2 separate regions of the Zea mays genome follow, and region 1 is linked to region 2. Evidence: chromatin contacts called from public Hi-C data. All regions are on one chromosome and are shown on one strand. Each heading gives the region's core, a stretch centred on a gene start, on an enhancer-like site or on the middle of the called end of the contact. The rest is flanking DNA. Distances are from core to core; before and after follow the strand shown. Region 1 holds the start of LOC100274910. Region 2 holds the start of LOC100384137.

Evidence for each region. Hi-C and Micro-C count contacts between places; a contact is called where the count stands out from the background.
Region 1: a contact with region 2 is called in a Hi-C map of leaf, with 7 times the contacts expected there. The contact joins the promoter of LOC100274910 here to the promoter of LOC100384137 in region 2. A contact is called at or near these places in 2 of 25 Hi-C or Micro-C datasets (ear and leaf).

The regions. Positions count from the first base shown.
Region 1 is chr3:22,998,716-23,001,972 of Zm-B73-REFERENCE-NAM-5.0, reverse strand. LOC100274910 reads right to left here and starts at 1,348. Exons shown (of 1, transcript NM_001149162.2): 1 at 352-1,348. The coding sequence starts at 1,211. The coding sequence ends at 759.
Region 2 is chr3:22,684,048-22,687,333 of Zm-B73-REFERENCE-NAM-5.0, reverse strand. LOC100384137 reads right to left here and starts at 1,881. Exons shown (of 1, transcript XM_020550673.2): 1 at 1,217-1,881. The coding sequence starts at 1,726. The coding sequence ends at 1,217.

The DNA.
Region 1 (3,257 bases), core at 99-2,598, 320 kb before region 2:
CAGCGCTACAAGATAGTAGCAGGTGGGATTGGTAATTGTTGACGATGCTTTTTAGTCCAAAAATATATATGCTGCAAATTTTTATTGGGTACTCATGAAGATGCTATGACAACAGAGGTACTCTTCTTTTTTACGAAACACTATCCTAATTAATTAACCTTCCAAATCGGTAAGAAAAAGAATTACAGTTTGTTCATCACAGAAGAAATGTGCTACAATAATATGTGTGCGAACGGACAGATCCATTCAAGTCCAAAAGCTATGCTATATTAATAGTATATATCATTAATATAATACTGTATACATAAAACTAATAAACATGCCATCGTTAGCAGTCATAGGTTAAAAATAATACATAAAACGCAACGAATAGTTAAACACGTCATTTTTTCGGACGGTACATCAACTGCTCCGATTAAAAGGTATTTTCCTGCAACCAAAGCAACGAACCAGTCTCACCTGTCCACACGGAGCAGCGCACCAAAGAGAGCCACTAAAAAAATTACGATTACATGATGGGGATTCGGATCAGTAATTCACCGAGGGGAAGGTACGCACTGTGTGTGCTGTGCTGTGCCGCCCGCGGACGATTGCGACCACCGTCGGCTCTCGGCTGACATGACATCACCGACTCACCGGGCCAGCCACCTCCCAGCAGCAGCCGAGCTGACGCGCACGCCCAACGGCCCCACGCTACGGCTCTCCTTGGCTGGCGCGGTGCAGGAGGCAGGTGACGATGCGCCGCGCGCTACGCTACGCTACGCCTGGACGCGCGCCGAGCGAGGGGTGGCCGGCGCCTCCGGCTCCGGCTCCGCGTTCAGGTCCAGCCCGGCACGCGGCGACGGGGCGGTAGCGCGGACGACGGCTACAGGCTCGTCGGGCCGCGGCTGCGCCGGCTCCTGCTGCGTGGGGGTCGGGGTCTCAGGCGCCGGCGCGCCAGGGGCCGGGGTCGCGAAGTCCTCCCAGGAGAAGCTGGGCCGCCACGCCGGCGCGCGCGGGGCGGGCCGGGCGCCGGCGCCGCACAGCCGGCGGGAGGCGTCGCGGATGCGCCGCAGGATGGCGTAGAACTCCTCGACCTCGGCGTCCGAGGCCTCGTCGACGGCGACCGGGGCGGCGGCAGCGGCAGCGGCGGCGGCGGCGTCGGCGTCGCCGGTGATGTCGGCGTCGGGGCGCTTGCGCTTGCGCCTGGCGGTGGCCGCGCTCGCGTCCATGGTCTCACGGGCACGGCGTGCTGAGCAGTGCGCGGGGAGGAGCGGGCATAGCAAGTGTTTGGTGGCTTAGAGGAGTGTTTTCGAAGAAAAGAAAAAGGACCGCTGGTTTATAAGGCGGAAAGAGCAATTATGCGGAAATATGTTCTTTTTCTTTGAAACTTCTCCGGGCGATGGAGTGGTCTTCTTTTTATACGATGGGCCAATTGTTTATGCACACTGTTATATAGTTCTAGCTAACACTACGGTCTAAAAAAGAATAGTTGTCGACAGAGGTAGCATAAGTGAGAATTGGAGATGGGTAGCATGAAGAAATTACCCCATTAAAGATACTCCCTCCGTTTCTTTTTATTTGTCGCTGCATAGTGCAATTTTGCACTATCCAGCGACAAATAAAAAGAAACGGAGGGAGTATCTATTAGTCCATTAAGGGTTTGTTTGGGATCAAAGGTAATGGAGTGGATTGAGGGGGCTAAAATCCCTCACTACTTAATTTTGAATAGTGAGGGATTATAGCCCCCTCAATTCCCTCCATTACCCTTTGTCCCAAACAAGCCCTAAAGGTTTGCACCACCAGACGATGCACGTAGTAGTTTAGCGCCTCCACGAACCGCTTCATCATCGTCGCGACGTTGTGCCACGACTCTATTTTGTAACCACCACCACCACTTTGGGTGATAGGCCCCACATCGCACATAGGAACGTGTCCGCGCACGACATCGACGGGACACACTGGTCTCTAGGCTCAGGTGTCGTTGATAACTGTCGATGTCGTTGCTCTGTTGGTGGCAGCCATCCTTGCCAGAGTCGTCAGGGGAGGCTAGGAGGTAGTGCAGCTATAGACTGGAGGTCATAAGCTCATGGCCCGCACCTCACATGTCTTCACTTGGAGCTACTCCATGTCCAGCGCCTCCAACCGGGATACGACTAGGTTAAACTAGAAGGGCACGTCTAGTCGCTCCGCCTCCATGGTCAACACCATGGCTATGTGCGTGAGCACGTCCCTATACTCGTGCATGGTTAAATCCACCAAATAAATTGCACTTAGGCTTAACAGACCATCAAAACCAATGGTTCAGATCGTTGGATAACTCACTCTCCCTTACTCACATAAATCCAATGGACAATATTATTTGCATTATCCCTTATCTTTCAACCCTTCCCTCCCCCTTGCCCTCACTAGCATATAGCTTGTGTGTCACACCCGGTTTCAGAAGTCAAACCGAATGTGAACTATGTACGTGGAAGGATAAGAACTCACATACACAACGATTACATAGATAAAATACCATTGCACAATGCTCTAATAATAACATAAAGGGTATTAGACTTACAAGAAACAGATGTCGAAGACACCAACATATTCATTGACTTCACAATTATCAAAGTGCTAAAACGGAACGTAGCTAAGATAAAGGACTTCCATTGGTAATTGACTCGGGGATTACACTTATCGAGGAAATGATCCCTGGTCTCTAGGACCTGCCAGTTAGATAGTGCAATGAGGAAAGAGCCCTTGATCGTTGGGGTCGTTGGTCAGTTGAGAGAGGTGGATACGTCAACCCTGAAAGAGTCCACCCCCGGTCGAACCTCGCGCCATCGAGCCCAAGGTCGGGCGTGACGGAACTAGATGGGAGGGGACGAGCTTGTCGAAAGGGAATCACTCGAGTGGATCACGCGTCTGGCCTTAGACTGGCCTATCATAAATAGCCGACCACATTTAACCATGCTTGGCACTGAGCCATAGCGCGGGCGCCGATCCACTTCCCACTCATAACCCCTCGGGTCAAATACACATTCATGACCTACGAGCTCCCGGGACCGCGACACATTAATGGCCTGCACGTCACTTGCCCTACGACGCACTCATGGTGAAAGGGAATTAGGCTTACACCTAGTTCCTAAATTATTTTGGTGGTTGAATTGCCCAACACAAATAATTGGACTAACTAGTTTGCTCTAGATTGTATGTTCTACAGGTGCCAAAGGTTCATCTACAACTATACTAATTCGACTGACCGGAATACCGTAGATTATTCCGGACAGGAG
Region 2 (3,286 bases), core at 632-3,131:
AAAAGGAGCCCGACACCCAGCCTCCAAATCATCCCAGTTTAGCTTTCGTCTCTCTTCATAGTTGAGCCGCCTTTTAGTTCCCTTCGTCCCGACCGTAGAGGTGCATCTGCGATCAGGAGAGCAGGTCTCCGGAACCCTTCGTCTTCTAGATCCTGCACCGGGAGAGGGCGAATAAGGTTTTTGGGAAGCGTCTTCACGCGACTGCTCGTGATCTTCTGACCTCGTCGACCCTGCTGATTCCGGCGTGCGCCATCTATCAGTAAGTCTAATCAGTACGTATCATCTGATTTGACTTTTATTTCAGTTCTTCTAATTTAGTCATGATTTATATTCGAAATTTAATTTGAAATTTGTCTAATTATTCAACAAGTAGTACCTGAAGAGAATCCAGTTATGGTCATTTTCGGAGAACCCGCGGCCGGAGCCGAAGCCGTTCCAAACAGACCGTGCCGTGCCTGCGTCCATCGGTGCAGCGCCGCAGGCCGCAGCTCGCCCTTGAGAAGGCACGATTCAGACACTCAAATTGGCTTTGTGTGGAAACCTAATATATAAGAAGGGAGGTTAGGCACGTATCTTCGTCTAGTGTGTCGTCGAATCGTCGGCTGGTTATAGGGGAAAAAATAATGACTTGCCAGGGACGAGTTGTACGTGCAGGTGCAGCCTAACAACAGCAACAGATCTATAGATCTTCCAAGCCAAGTTCCTCTGGCTAGGGCCTAGGAGTAGGTACTAGCTAAAGCTAGGCGCGCGCCGCGGGCCAGCTGCGGCATTACTAGACGAATTAATTAAATCTATATTTAATACTTATAATGATATATACAGTATTTGATAATACACGAATTAAACTTATCGGAGAACCAAACACCCCGTGACGGGCGCGCAAGGACTCGGTGCGCAGTCGCCTTCGCAAGCGGCGCGCGTCGCCGTCGGCGTGGGGGGACTGGCTACTGCTCGTGCTGTCAGGCCCGCACGGCGGCACGATGAGGGCGGGTGCCGCGGGTCCTGCGTGCGCGGCGCACGACACCTGGTGCGTACGTACGCTCCCGCCACGCGCGATCTGGACGGGTGGCGCGCGGCCGGTCAAGATCTGATCCCCCGCACTCGCGAGGCCGTCCTAGAGTACACAGTGGCGGCGATCCAGTACCACAGTGTTTGCCTAGAGAGCACTTGATGGTTTGTCTGTGTAAACGACGGTGTACGATGCCATGTGGAGCGGCTAGGACAACATGCGAAGAACGTTGAGGCCACACGCCAAAGATGAGAAAGAATCTGCCTGTCCGAACGAGAGGACGGGACCCACATGGCGTAGCTGCCCAGCCTGCCCTCCCATGTCTCGTGCCGCAGACGAACAGCACGAGCACGCGAAGTTAAAAGCTTCGTGCACTGGACTCAGCCTTAGGCTGGTGCCAATGGGGCTAGAAGGGAGGCGAGAAGGGCCCTCTACCGCCCCGCGTGAGGCGATAGGCAGGCGAGAGGGAGAGAGAGGGCGACGGCACTCACGCCCGGCGACAGCGGGCGATATCGCCTCGCTCTCGCCCGCGTTGGCGCGCGCGTCTGGGCGAGAGGGAGGCGAGAGGGGGGCGACGCACTGACGGGGCGAGAGTGAGGCGGGCGAGAGTGCGGTGGCGCGACGTGATTGGTCCATGTGTGCCACGTGGACTAGCCGTTTTTTACCGTTTAGAGTCCAAAAAATTCGAAAAAAATTGCAAAAAATCACAAATTTCATTCCCAATCCATCTATAAATATCTCTACCTGTTGGAGGTCATAATTAGATTTATGTAATTTTCTATTAATTGTTATGTAATTTTTTAATTGTCATGTACTTTTCTTTTAATTATTATACACTTTGTAATTTTAAATTCAATAAAAAATATTATGTTGTGTGATTTGTAAGCGTTGAAACAAATCTGTGTGAATTATTTAATCCTGAAATAGAAAAGCTGATGTGGATGTGGGCTGAGGCTATAGCCTGCTATAGCCTGTGCACTGGAGCAGCAGAGGCGAGAGTGGAGGCGAGAGCTGACGTGGCAGGGGCGAGAGAGAGGCTGTGCACTGGACTCAGCCTTATGGCCTGTGGGGGCGGAGAAAGAAGAAAGAAAAGAAGAGAAAGACCCCGCCCTCCGGTCAGGTGTGCCTGTCTCAGTGTCTCGGCGTCCGCCGCGGGTGACGTGGATGTGCACCACGCCCCTCTTGCCGCCTCCGACTACTCCATTCATTCACTACCAGCCACAGCTCGTACATCCTTCACCTGGGAAACTCCGTACTCTTCTCGCCGACGAGTGGAGCCCATTTTTACCGGACCCACGGGACATTGTCTGAAAGCTAGGGCGACACGGTCCAAAAGAAGTACGTACCCTGCTTCCTACGCAGTAGGAGTAGGAGTACCATACTAGCAGAGAAGCCGACGCTGTCACGCGATTCCACGCGGGGCAGGGACCAGGACTGCCTCTCCTGCACTCTTTCCCTGGCGCCGTGGCGCGTACGTACGACTCGTCCGGCCCACAATAAATGCGCCTCGGCGACCGCGTCCCTGTCCCTGCGCCCGGTTCACGTGGACGGTGGACCTCTCTAACTCCACCGACCGGACACCGGAGTGGATCAGCGGCGACACCATCACAGCCAGATGCGAGCAGCCGCAGCAATAAAACCAGTGGGCGCTGTGATTAAGTGCACAAGGTAGAGTATATGGTGCTGTTTGATACAGTTTCAGTTTTAAAAAAATGTGGGGTTAGATGCTCTAGAAAGTAGTGAAGCTAGAATTGTATTTCTTTAGAATCATTTGTTTATTATTTATATTAAAAATGTTGTTCAAACTATTTAAATTAATATTATAAACTAACTACAGTTCTATAATGGATTTAGAACCTAGATGTATCCTAAACACCTAGTGTGCATGCGTTAGGCAGGTACAGCTCCATTTAATACAAGGTTTTTAGACATATCTTATTTTTTTGTTGCTGGACTAAAAAAAACCAAACAATCCTTTAACTTGTTGCTGCAGGTATGCTTACTTTTGGATAAATTAGAACACTAGCAGTAGCACCAGTACTGTGTCAATACATTTGGATCATCCACTTGTGCTCTGTCCCCACTATAGATGTCCAAACGGATCGAACTTGCCAGGCGGTCCGAAACCCGGCACGGCACGTAGTGAACCGGGCCCGTGCTGGTCCAACCCGGTCACCGGGCTGTGCCTAGGCCGAAGGCGTGGCACGACGGACTAGACCCGGCACGGCTCGATTTTATTTTTTTATATTTTTTTCATATAAATACATATATTATACT